Regions from separate parts of the Danio rerio genome. Here region 2 is linked to region 1. Evidence: chromatin contacts called from public HiCAR-type data. All regions are on one chromosome and are shown on one strand. The core of a region is the stretch at or near the end of the contact, and the rest is flanking DNA. Distances in the headings are between cores, read along the strand shown. Region 1 holds the start of si:dkey-56f14.7. Region 2 holds the start of pon2 (paraoxonase 2).

Evidence for each region. HiCAR-type assays count read pairs that join an accessible place to other places.
Region 2: a HiCAR-type map of caudal fin shows a contact between it and region 1, with 4 times the contacts expected there. The contact joins the promoter of pon2 here to the promoter of si:dkey-56f14.7 in region 1. A contact is called at or near these places in 2 of 18 Hi-C or Micro-C datasets (embryo and an unstated tissue) and 2 of 4 datasets of contacts at active chromatin or transcription factors (caudal fin and embryo).

What each region holds. Positions count from the first base shown.
Region 1 is chr16:25,902,271-25,909,096 of GRCz12tu, reverse strand. It overlaps si:dkey-56f14.7, which reads right to left and starts at 3,546. Exons shown (of 10, transcript XM_073925412.1): 1 at 3,268-3,546. fxyd6l (FXYD domain containing ion transport regulator 6 like) reads left to right here. Exons shown (of 9, transcript NM_001201419.1): 2 at 4,108-4,164.
Region 2 is chr16:25,964,375-25,971,200 of GRCz12tu, reverse strand. It overlaps pon2 (paraoxonase 2), which reads left to right and starts at 4,302. Exons shown (of 9, transcript NM_212734.1): 1 at 4,302-4,407; 2 at 4,545-4,615; 3 at 5,044-5,096; 4 at 5,256-5,421; 5 at 5,619-5,745; 6 at 5,834-6,034; 7 at 6,155-6,236; 8 at 6,387-6,515. The coding sequence starts at 4,331.

The sequences.
Region 1 (6,826 bases), core at 2,297-4,796:
TTTTCCAAGTTGTTACAGCTGTGCATCTGTTGAAGGGCGCCATCATGAGGATTTCTGTATAACAGCAGACCTCTGTATTTATAGTTTTGTAGTGTGCCTTTTATTATGAATCTCCTGACTGAAAGAGAAACACTGAAGCAGTATGTTGATGAAGCCAAATGGTTAAATTATTGCAAAAGATTCTGAGAACACTGTACGCTTTATCAGAAAGTGACAAGTGTGTGGCGCAACAGTCATACTCCCTACAAAGGAATGAGTTCCAAGCACTCCCTTTATTTTGTGTTAAGCCCCTGGGTGTTGTGCAAAAAACTATCTCTGGAATTTGTGGAATTCTGTGAGTCGCTTGTAAACTGATGATCATTGTTATTTGTCTTAGATTCTACTCAACCCAAAATATAGGCCTTCTGCTCACTACAAGTGTATGTTCAGACTTGGCAGGTTTGCATAAAAACAAATACGATTTCTCTGTTGTGTGGTTCACTTGACTAAATGTAAATAGTGCTAGCCAGTGTGCACCAAAAGCAGAAGGCTATACAGAAAAACAAACTCTGGTGATTTTATTTTTATTTTTTGACAAAGAACATGAACACACAACAAGGACTAAACCAGAGATGCCCAAACTAGGGTCTGCGGGCCAAAGTTGGCCCATGGTAACCTTTGATTTGGCCCGCCATCCCATCTGAGAGGGAAAATGATGGGGATGGTTTAGAGATTGTCATTTTAAATGTAATTCATCCTTTTATTTGTTTGTTATAACAAATAAAAGATTAAATGTTTAAATTCAAGTGTCATTTAATCAAATTTAATTTCAAATGTACACAGTCACCCGACAGATAGAGGCAAAGGCAGATTCTGCTTAAGTGTATTCAGCGTTGATCTCCATTGTGTTAGAATGTACATTTTTATGAATTTATTGCAAACAGTTATAATTCTAAAAAAGTTATACTGCATTAGTTAATATGATTCAAAGTAATGTTTTCCATTTATTTTTAAATATTACGAAATTAATTAGGAAAATACCCATGACAGCTTTAATGTAAAATAGTTTGGTATATTTATCTTCGGCCCATGGCTATCAGTGATACTTGTTTTTTGGCCCGTCATACGAAAAAGTTTGGGCATCACTAGACTAAACAAACCAAAACCAGGGCTTGATGTTGTAAGATGTGACATCAAAAAATATATGCAGAATATGCAGCATAGATGTTTTCTCTTCATGGTTGTAATGTTACAGATTACAGTTCCATATAGGCACCGGAAATACATCTCTTTGCAGCAAATCTATCTAAGTGAGTTTGATCGGGGATTTAGTTTTGACCCCTTTTTCTTTTAAAGGACAACATTTTCTTTTCTGGTCTAAATTGAAAGAACCAAGAGAACTGAACCACAACAGCACACCTTTTTCCTTTTGACTTGAACTTTTGACTTCTCAGTACAGTATGTCAACATAAATCAATTTCCCGTATGAATAGGAAAACTCCTGTCAATATGAAACCCAATATGATTAGATTGGACTTATACTGTAAAAGTTAATAACAGACATAATGAATCACATTTATTGTTCCTTTGCAATACAGTTAGACAGATTTGGAGTTTTCCATGCATTTCTTATTTTCAAATTGGTGACTCTGATCCAGGGGTGGATTTAGTGCCCCAAGTCTAGATGTTTATTGGGCCATCTACCTTGGTTATTGATTAAATCCGCCCCTACTCTGACCATCAGGAAACCACTTGTATGGGCTGTTTTTTAATTACTGTGACAAGACATGGATGTCAAGAGTTTTTTTGCCAGCAAAACTTGGCTAAAATGTGGCTGTAATAGACCACACCTTTGGCTGGCTGAAATTGCATTGGAATGATGGGGTAACCATAGCAACAATGAATTGTAAGGCTGGACAAATAAAATAAAACTATCACTTAAATGATATTTAGAAACCATGTCTTGTTCTTTTAAGGTGGGCTAGTATTTGTATCCTATAGCTCAATATAGCATGGCTACAATGATGGCTACAGAGCGCTTCCCTTGAAAACTATGGTAAACATCTTAAGGTCAGTGTAACTCATTAATGCTTTGTATGTAGAGCATCTCTAATGTGGAATGTCTATAAGTATAGTATCTCTGACGAACGCTCTCAATCAATAGCCCAGAACAAAGCTCGCGCATCATATAGGCGTCTCTGTTGACTGATGAACAAAACAAACGAGATTGCGCCCTGAATAAATCCTATAGAAATGCCTTTAAAGGTCTATTCCTTGCCTGCCTCCACCTATGGGTCAGAGGTCTGCCGTGTAGCGATGATAAACCGGGAAAGGCGGAGTCTCGCTCCTCTACACGGGCGCGCGTTCGAACATCACTAATCATAGTTGTGGTCATGACACCACACGTATAATTATTTACAGTCAGCTCACGGTTTACAGAATAGATCTTTTAAAACTCATACAAGAAGATTTTTTCCATTTCATTCTATAGAAATTTGCAGAAAGTGTCGTCAAAAGATTGCCCGAGGGATTTTTTGTCTGGATCAACAAGCTGGTAAGACTTTTCATGCGCTTTGCATTTGTCCTAAAGTTAAATGAGTGATTACTTGGCGCAAGATTTATTTTTTTATTTTTTGCAAAACTACCACATGGCTCTTTTTAAATGGTTTCTGTTTGTGAGATCTGTTCTAATCGATCTGAACAAATTCAGGTGATTAATAAATTCAGCTGCTTGTATTCCTGCAGCTTTAAGTGTTTGTTTAATTGGTTGATTCCCATTTCTTTGTTGAGCATTCACAAGAATTTTGATTATATCGACAGCCGGAGCACGTGACATGTAGGAGATATCACATTACTGCTCCTTGAGCGTTGTTTTGCAGAGCCAGTTTCACGTTTTTAATCGCGTTCTCGTTAGAAGGGTTACTGGAGTACAGGATTAGTTGTGTTAAATGAAAAAAAAAGCTTTTCTGCAACCATCATGCGATTCAGCGAAAACCCACGAAAGTGGGTTATTTTGGGGGAGGGGGTTTTCTGTGTCTTGGTGCCACAATTGTAGAGCATATGGGCTCCTCCTCCTCAATATTTATCATGTGTGGTAATGCATAAGTCACACATCTGTGCACTAGTTTGCTCTTGTACTGGGGTTTCTCTGTGCACACTGGATTGGGTTTAATCTAAATTGTACTTCACTCGAATCAGTCATTTGCTGCTGTGATTTTTTTTTTGAGTTTGTTTTCTGGTATGTGTTTAGAGTTACAGCTAAAATGCTCACTTACGTAAGCCACTTACCGAATATCAGTTGGAAATGCCACACCCCACAACCATGTCCCAGGGGCTCCTTATCCCACCGTTTTGAGGTGGACCTCCAAAAATAGAGCCGTTTCGCCATTCTTAGCACCCGTAGACAGAAACATGCTGAGGTACTGAAAGAGATCCTTTTTGTGCAGTTCATCTGTACCTCATGGTAAATTTAAAAGCGTTCACACATTTTGCAAGTTTGATTTGATTAAAATGACCTGAAATATGAATGCACCACTGAATAAAGATGTCTAAAAGAACTAAAAACAGGAAGTGAGGTCACAAAATGCGACCATAAAAAGACAATGCACAAACATACCAGTTTTTTCCCACCTCATGTTTACAATGTTAATCATTACAGGCTTTATACATGCTTCTCATTGAAAGAGAATTTTAATTTGTGTTAGAGGAAATCCTGATGAAACTAATAACTGTTGAAATGATAAGAATATAATCGTGTTAATGCACTCAATACAAACCTATAGTTAAGTGCTCAGCATTGATTAGCAAAACACAATTTAAAACCTTTTGTGTGTGTTTCTCTTAAGCTTCCAAGTTAAGATACCCACCCTAAACCATCTTTCTAAGTTCCGATGGATTGAACAGTACAACTGGAAACACATTATATCCAAAAGCAAAGGCATCAACAAATGCCAGAACCAGTGCTTCAATTCATAGTTGAAAAGAAACTTCATTTTCGAGTATTATGAGGGAAGTGAGACTTCTTTAGTCAGGATTATAACGCTTCCCACAAGAACTCAAGTATGTGTGTAAAATGTAGCATAGACTCAAGACAGCCCAGTGTCTCTCACTTGCTTGTTTTGTTTTCAGACAAGATGGAACTTTGTGTTGCTGCAGCGCTTTTGTCCTTCTTCACTCCAGCTTTGGGTGAGTGCTATTGCTTTTGTTCTCGATTTGCTCTACTGGTTTCTTTGAATTGCCTTAAAGAAACATTTTCTATGCTGCTTCGAGAAATATAATGTTTTTATGTCAAGTCGAAATCCTCCTAATAGTTTTGTTAAATAATGTCTGTAGACAATAACATATAAAACAGACTGTCCACACTGACTCTTCTTTAGAGTAATTAAATGTGTGCATGTACTGTATGCAGGATCAGCTTTTGGCAGGGTAATGCCAGGTAAGTGTGTAGAAAGTTAGAGTTTTTGTGATGTGAGTGATAAAAAAAGCTGAATTTCAAGTTTTCTGTGTTACTGTCTGATGTTGATTTGCATAGTGTTTGTTTTCATTAATAGAACTTGTCTGTTTATGTTTAATAACTTGACTAGACCATGTTTTTTTCTGTTACTGGAGCCGTTTGTGCAGTTTTGGCATTTTGTGTTTATGGCATCCTTTGTTAAACGGTCACACCGTGTCTTGTTTCTGCCAGTGATTACACCTTTCCCTGAAGGGTTTTTCTGAAAAGCTCATGAAGTAACCGTACTCTCACACCACGAGGCTTGAGAGTTTTACATGTGTGCCAGCGCAGCTCATGTTGTATCTACACTTCGGTACATGCAGTTCTGCTACACTGTCTGTAGCAAGTTTTGACAGAAAGAGACTTTAGGATTGATCGACCTGATAATAATTTAGCAACTATTGGAGTGTTTGTTTTGCAATAAGATTTGTCCACTTTTAAAAAAATGCAGCACTAAAAATCCAACTTTCCTTTGGATTTTTGCAAGAACTACTGCATTCTCAGACTCCAAGCCTGTGTTGTTGCCAAGACAAACATTTAAATGCACAATTTAAGCACAGGACTTGGACTGACCAGTGTGAACTTGTGTAAATCCAGCACACATAACATGCAGCAATAAATATTGTTTTTTTGCTCACCGGAATGTGAAAGTGTTTGCATCAGTGCTTTGTCCATTGTTTTTTTGAAAGGAACAGAGAGAGAGAGAGAGAGGGAGTGAGAGATCATTACGGATAACCAAAGTCTTACAGTCAGACCATTCATAATGTTTAATTGGAGATTTGGAGCGATGCCTTCAACATTCTTGTTTACAGAGAGCAGCTCCTCTGAAAAGACTCTTTAAAAACATCTAGGTCTGTTGTCTTTACACTAAGAAATATGTGACAAAAAGGGTAAATGTCTTATATTAAATATAAAAAACAGAGGAGTTCTTAAAATAGATTTCTTATACATCTTATTTCTTATATGCACCTTATGTAAAGCTGCTTTAAAGCAATAATTATTGTAAAAGCACCATACAAATACATTGAATATAATAAGTTGAAAAATAGTATATACAGTTGAAGTCAGAATTATTAGCCCCCCTTTGAAACTTTTTTTTCTTCCTTATATTTCCCAAATTATGTTTTATAGAGCAAGGAAATTTTCACAGTATGTCTGATAATATTTTATCTTCTGGAGAAAGTCTTATTTTTTATTTTGGCTAGAATAAAAGCAGCTTCAAAAAAAAAAAAAACATTTTAAGGTTAACATTATTATCCCCTTTAGTTTATGTGTATTTGTTTAAAGGGTCAGTGCACATTAATAAACATTACTGTAAAATGTGCCAGATTTAGCCAAGAAAGGCTATTTTTCATTTGCAGACCCCTAACAGAATGTAAAAAAGTCGCATCTAAAATAGAAGCACAGCATAATAACATAGACTACGCTACCATATATAAAATAAAATAAAAAAGCAAAAAACAAAAACAGATTGATAAGAGCAGAAGGGGACAAAAAAGTCAATGACAAAAGTACAAATAATTTTATTTATTTTTATTTTATTATTATATTTTTTTTTTCAATTTTTAACCAGAAACTGAAAAAAAAACAAAGAGTAAGTGATCTCCTAATTGTTGGTGGAATGGATTTCCATTCCCTAGCAACTTTCACTGAAAATACAGTCTGATTGAATTTACCTTTTTTTAGAGGAATAATACAATCCCCTCTTTCACCACCTCTAGTAGTTCGGTGAGCATTCGTTCCAACTTTCACAAACTGATTTAGTGGTGAAGTCCAGTTATGTAAGGTCTCAAACATTAAACAAATATGTACATATTTAATTAAATTTCCCCAACTAAGCAGGTTGTATTTCTTTAATATTGAACAATAGTGAAATTGAACTGATTGTTTTATCATGGGCTATCTTTAACCTATATATTTTTTTCAATAGTCTACAGAACAAAACATCGATATACAATAAATTGCCTAATTACCTTAACCTGCCTTGTTAACCTAATTAGCCTAGTTAAGCCTTTAGATGTCACTAAGCTGTATAGAAGTGTCTTGAAAAATATCTAACAAAATGTTATTCACTGTCATCATGGCAAAGATAAAATAAATCAGTTATTAGAAATTAGTTAATAAAACTATTATGTTTAGAAATGTGTTGAGGAAAATCTTCTCTCCATTAAACAGAAATTGGGGGAAAAGTACTCGCATGAAACTGCTACTGTGTGAGAATTATTTGTTCCTTCCTTGCTTGTGCACATGCTTTTTTAAAGAGTTTGCTCTCATTTTAGAGTGTTTTAATGGCTGTATTTGTGTCTGTCCAAACACTCACTCTTTAAGCATAGTTTGTGCACCCATAGTCACTTT
Region 2 (6,826 bases), core at 3,053-5,552, 61 kb before region 1:
GCTCCGGTTTCCCCCACAGTCCAAAGACATGCGGTAAAGGTGAATTGGGTTGGCTAAATTGTCAGTAGTGTATGAGTGTGTATGTGAATGTGTGTGTGGATGTTTCCCAGAGATAACTAAAAACTAAAAGGGCATCCGCTGGGTAAAAAATAACATGCTGGATAAGTTGGCGGTTCATTCCGCTGTGGCGACACCAGATTAATAAAGGGACTAAGCCGACAAAAAAAAATGAAAGGAAATGAACTCAACATTTCTGTAGTTACATAGTGTACTAAGACCAGAAATCCCAATCTGGTGTAATAATCAAGGGACATTGCTTTCGTACATGGCTGCAGCAGGCGCAAGGATAAGCTTCCTTGATTATCATGCCAGAATGAGAGAGTTCCTACTTTGAAGCCATATTGTCCTTCTAGAAAATTATAACTTTTCAATTTTCATTGATCTTAGTACAGACTGTAACTACAGAAAGTTTAGCTTTAAATAGCAAAAAATGTCAAAAAATCCTTTTTCAATTTTTTCATTTTTCTAATGGTCTAATCTGATTCAATGGTTTATGCTGAGCTAAGCTAAATATACTCCCACAAGACCCAGAGCTTGGCTGACAGATTAATAATGGTTGTAATCAACTGTTTAAGACAGCTTCAATCAACTGTTAACTCTAGAGGACTTGTAAGCCTATAAAAACAGAGGAGTGTTCCTTTAATTTAATCAGTCAACCGTGGGAGTATGTCAAAAACTGTTTTTAAAACCCTATATATACATTTTTTAACCCTATAGGAAGCTCTTGTGCAATCAGTGTGCTCACAAATGCAACAGCGGTTTTGAACAGTTTTGAACGAATATGAACAGTGATTGTCGAATTTGTTGCATAACTGGTAAGGCAGGTATTTCAGTTTTCTTAAATCCCCACCCCAGTATAGCCCTTCTAGCATGACAGTTCAAAAAGACCGTCACTCATTAATGAGTAAAGCCGAAGCTTCATCTGCCATGGTTCGTTCACTCCCAAGTGCATACATCAGTGCAATGAAGAGAAAAATATGCAGAGAAAAATGTTAGTGAATCACAGGTAAAATGCCACAGTCTTTGCAAAGGGTGTGTTGATGTGCTTTCAATGTGAAATATGCTCTTGCAGCTTGCCATTGTCAAACACAAACACAGTTTACTTAAAGGTATTTTACAAAAAAACAATTGACACCACAGAATGACACATTTTAGTACTCTGTAAATCATGGTAATTAACAGTAGATCTGTAGCTTGTGATTCGTAGGAGTTTTTTTTTTTGTTTATTTTTGCTTTTGAAGTGAATTATGGAATCATGATCTTTGCTTTGACACTTCTTGATGTTGACACTTTTACTTTAAAGTGACTATGAATGACACTTTAATTAGTTTGAAAATACTGGGGTTGTCGTAAATTATAGTATAAAAACAGGGTTAAAGCTGCCATTTTGAGATTAAGTATATCAGTATAATTTTTTTATTCATATATATCACTATTATTTTAGTATCTTGCAACAGATAAGACATTGTAAATTAATTATACTGGATTGCTTTAATGTAACTGACATAAAAGCATTTTGATTTGCTGCAAAAGTATTATTTTTCATGTTTAATTGCATATTTTGAATTTAGATCCGGCGGTTCATTCCACTGTGGAGACCCTAGATTAATAAAGGGACTAAGCTGAAAAGAAAATGAATGAATGGATGAATGAATGAATGAATGAATGAATGCATGAATGAATGAATGAATGAATGAATGAATGAATGAATGAATGACTTTAGATCCTTTATATTAGCCCTGATGTAGTATTTTATTAATTTTTAAAAATGTTGTACATGTATTGAAATCTGTTCATTTTAAATGAAGAACTACATGGCACCAAGAAAGTATGTTACAAGGATAAAAAAACAAGGATACAAGGATTTAAAAATACAGGATAGTTGAAATACGTCACAATTAAAATGTGCTGTTGATTATCATCATGGAGATATAATAATATTACAAATAATGTTCATGCTTTACTTCTTACCACCTCTTAGGATCTAGCCAGAGGAATTAATTGTGGTTTACCTGTGTATTTTTAAAGAAATGCTGACTAGTTAAATGACCTGAAACCTTTATAGTTAGGTTTTAACCAAAAATATGCTAATTAAAAATTTATGATAGGCATGTTATTTCATTCATTCATTGCATTTTCTTTTTGACTTTATTAGTCAATAGTTGTATTAGTCCCTTTATTATTCAGGGGTGCCACAGTGGAATGAATCGGCATTCTATCCACCATATGTTTTACGCAGCTGATGCCCTTCCAGCTGCAACCTAGTACTGGGAAACATCCACACACTCATTCAAACACATACACTACAGACAATTTAGCTTGCTCAATTCACCTATAGAGCATGTCTTGTGGGGGAAACCGTAACACCCAGAGGAAACCAGCGAACACAGGGAGTACATGCAAACTACACACATAAATGCCAGCTGACCCAGCCGAGGCTCGAACCAGCAACCTTCTTGCTGTGAGGCGATTGTGCTACCCATTGTGCCACAGTGTCACCCGGCATGTTATTTGTCAACTACAATTTAATGCTGTTCTGTATATCAATAAGCAGTGAGCAGTTACATCATGATAATAAATGTTGCACCCTAAAGCAGAGAGATGTACTATAATAGAAGAATGTGATTAATGGTTTTAAAGGAATTCAGCATTCATAATGCCTTTATTTAGATCATATAGGTCTCAAACTCGATTCTTTAAGGGCCACAGCTCTGCAGTTTTAGTCCAACCCTAATCAAACACTTCTGATCCAAATAATCAAGGTGTTCAAGACTTCTATACTATTATGCAGGTGTGAGTTGGAGGTTGTTGAAGCTAAACTACACAAAGCTGCTGCTCTTCAGAAATTGAGTTTTAGACCATTAATTTAGATCACCAACCCAGCAGAAATACTGGTAAAATCTTATTAGAAATTATGATATTTTGCAACATTGTTATACTTAGATTTAAAGAATTCTGATCAAAATTACACATATGTTTAATATTCTACATCGACTATAATTTTTTGCTCCAAACACACCACACGGTTATATAAACTTAAAGCACTGCTAATGCACAAGGAACACACATTTTATTTGTATTGCTAATTCAATCGTTTTTGCCATTTGTATGTAAGGATTTGATTTAGATCTAACATAACCAGGCTTTATGTTTTGTGTAACGTGTGAATGCTATAAAAAATAGGTATGCAACAGTGCCCACTACTGGCCAATAGATGCTACTACAGTAAGAACCTGAGACAAAATAGTACACTATATCGCTTAATCAAAGCTATTGGATGCTTAGAATAAAACATCATTCTCTTGGCACTCATTTAATCGTCTGTAAAAAAAATAAATAAATACAAAATAATACAAAATAATTCAAAAAGCAATCTTATTGGCTGTTGTTACCATTCAAATATTTGCTCTTAACCCAATATTTTTTTTTCTAATGAAGCCTTTTCAAACTCACAGACCTCTGACTTATTCATACAAAAGATTAATACATAACTTCTGCATGAAAGGAGACATCTCAAGGTTGGTTTGCATGTTAAGTGCGTAATTAAGAGAGGATAAAGGCAAAACACAGAGGCACGTCTCTGAATGGGGTCACTGCCAAAATACATGTTAATGAAGAAAATGCAACTGGGTCAACTGTGTGAATTAACAAAGTAAAACTTCAAATGAAGCACTTTAGAGGGGGTGGACTTTGAAACAGTGTGTTGCCAAATCTCCTAATATTACTGATATTAACAAGAAAAATAAGTAAAATTACATCAATAACTATAGATAATTCTAGATAGATTTTATTATTATATTTGACAATTCCAGAACTGCAACTTACAAATAAATATGCTTCCGTTGGTGTAATATGTATACATTAATAATACACCCCCCCCCCCACACACACACACACATGTCACTTTGAATATGAGTTGCACGTACCAAAGATGTTTACTATTAAGTATATTTTAAGTTTTTAAAATTAAATTAAAACATTTCAGATTTAATTTTAAAATATGCAGTTTGGACAGTAGATGGTGATATTTGGCAGCTGTGATTTGGGCTATGTTCAATAGACGTTATGCTATTTTGCCACATATTTGGGATAAATATCTGTATGGTATGTATGCCAAGTTAAGATTAATTCCTGGAACGATACTCTCAAAAACAAGAGCCCCTTGTGGATTATATTTGTAGATTGTCAGTTATTTCAAAAGTAAGTAAAGCGTACAATGAGCGGACATGGCAACACTGATGGTGTTTGTGCGCTGGACTTTCAGACAGTTATGGGCACGTTAGCTTTTCTCTCGCTTGCGGTTGTCGCTTTTGCAGTTTTGATAGGAGAAAGACTCATTTCATTAAGGTTTGTTCATCCGTCCTATTTATATAGCGACTTGTTCCAACATTTGTGGCTATGCATATTAGTTCATTTGTGCATAACTATTGCACATGACCACAATCGTGTCAGTGTTTTGCTCAGCCTTTTTGTCTTCTCCACAGGCATGTAGCGCTTTCCTACAGAGAACTAACCCAGAACTATCTTCCTAACTGCAATTTTATAGAGGGCATAGGTTAGTATTGCCTTCACTTGAGGTCATGATTCATTTCCTTGTTTTTACTGATGAACTAAACCGAATGCTGTGTAAAATAATATACATTTTTAGGTTCATGTAATGTAAAGTTTCATTGGCAGTGAAGGTTTTGTTCTTAATGGCCACTTGTGTATACACTAAATATGGACACACATATAAACAAATACCAGCATTGGGATAATTTTTTTCAATCAAGTTTAAATGACAACTGTCAGCTGAAGAATTGGGCTTGTTCATATTAGACCCTCCTATGAATTACCACCCAGCATTTTTAGAGTGTAAATTTGACACTGCAAATTAATGTTGTGATGATCTGTGTGTATTATGCAAAACATATATTTCATGTGTTGTACTATATCATATAACATTTGAACATAATATGTTATACACTTAATGTGTTTGAACAGATTTTGGGGCTGAAGATATCACCATACTTGATGGATTGGCCTTTCTTAGTACTGTATGTAAATTAATTAATCTGTAATTTATTGGGCCACTGATGATGTCTCCATAAAAGTACTTATTTGATTTAATATCAATTTTGCTAAAAGCACATTGTTAAATTGCCAAACTGTACAAGTGTAGATTTTACTGTTGACGGAAAATGAATTCTGCATAGGGCTTGAAGTATCCTGGTGTACCATCCTACTCAGAAGACCCAGGAAAGATCTACACACTGAACCTGTTGGACTCTGAACAAAAAATTAAAGTACTACACATCAGGGGAGACTTTGACAAAGACTCCTTTAATCCACATGGAATCAGTGTGTACACAGATGATAAAGGTTTGTCTTTATATTAAATTACTTTATTATTTAAAGTTTTAAGTTACATTTTCTTTTTGAATTGCATCTACACTTGACGCATGCATACAGTAAGTTTATATCTACCCTCAACAGAAATAGTTATTGCAAATGTTCAAATTGATTGATTGTGATATAACTTAATTGTATGTCAATTCTTCCTCTCTCTTTCTTCACAGATGGTGCAATATACCTGTTTGTTGTTAATCATCCTCAAGGCAAAAGTCAAGTGGAGATTTTCAGATTTTTGGAGAATGAAAATGCTCTTGAATACTTAAAGACCATTAGGCATGAGCTCCTGCACAAGTATGTGCTTTTTAAAACTACAATATTTGTGTAACCATAAAACTAATCTGAAATTAAAGTTCATTTTTATTGTGTGTGTATTTGTTAGCGTGAATGATATAGTGGCTGTGGGGACTGAAAGCTTTTATGCCACCAATGATCATTACTTCACCAATGACATTCTGAAGATTGTGGAGCCATTTCTCTCTTTGCCGTGGTGTGATGTGGTTTATTACAGTCCTGAGACTGTGCAAGTTGTGGCAGGAGGATTCTTATCTGCCAACGGCATAAACATCTCCCCTGACAAAAGGCAGGTTGCAGAAAAAAAGATTTGTACTGTTTAAAGTACAAAGTAATAAAAGATTGTCAATGCATTTGTCATGCAATTATGCGTTTCATATGCAATTAATACAATAATGTTTCATTTCAGACACTTGTATGTATCACATATTCTGAAGCACACAATTGCTGTCTTGGAAATACAGAAAAACACTGTATTGTCTCATGTAAAGGTAAACACAATTGTTTCCACCTATATAGTTATATTTTGTTTACCTCAAATAAAACAATAAATAGTGTAGATCATGCTATATAAGTTAGATAAGTTAAATAATAAAGTTCAGCAATAATTATTGTTATTTCTGCATATTTATTTTTCTTAGGAAATTGATGTGGGGTCTCTCTGTGACAACATTGAGGTGGATCGTGAGACTGGAGATCTGTGGATTGGCTGTCACCCAAACGGTCTCAAATGTGTTTTTCATGATCCAAATGATCCACCTGGTTCTGAGGTGTGTGAATTTATGTAGCATAAAAATATCAGATTTGTAGAGTGCATGCTTGTATGATGTCTGAGACATAACTAGGCTTACATGGAATCTGCGCATACAGAAATCCGTAGATGTGCAGATTTTTAGCCCATTATTGAATCTATTTCTTTACTTGTGTAAATTTATATTTATTCAGTTTTTAAATTAATTTTACTAATTTTATTGCGATATAACTATAGTAATATTAAAATGTTCATATGAATTATTTACAATACAGTTTGTCAAGAAAGATTTTGTCTTTTAGTAAAAATATTATATGAGAGACTTGCTTT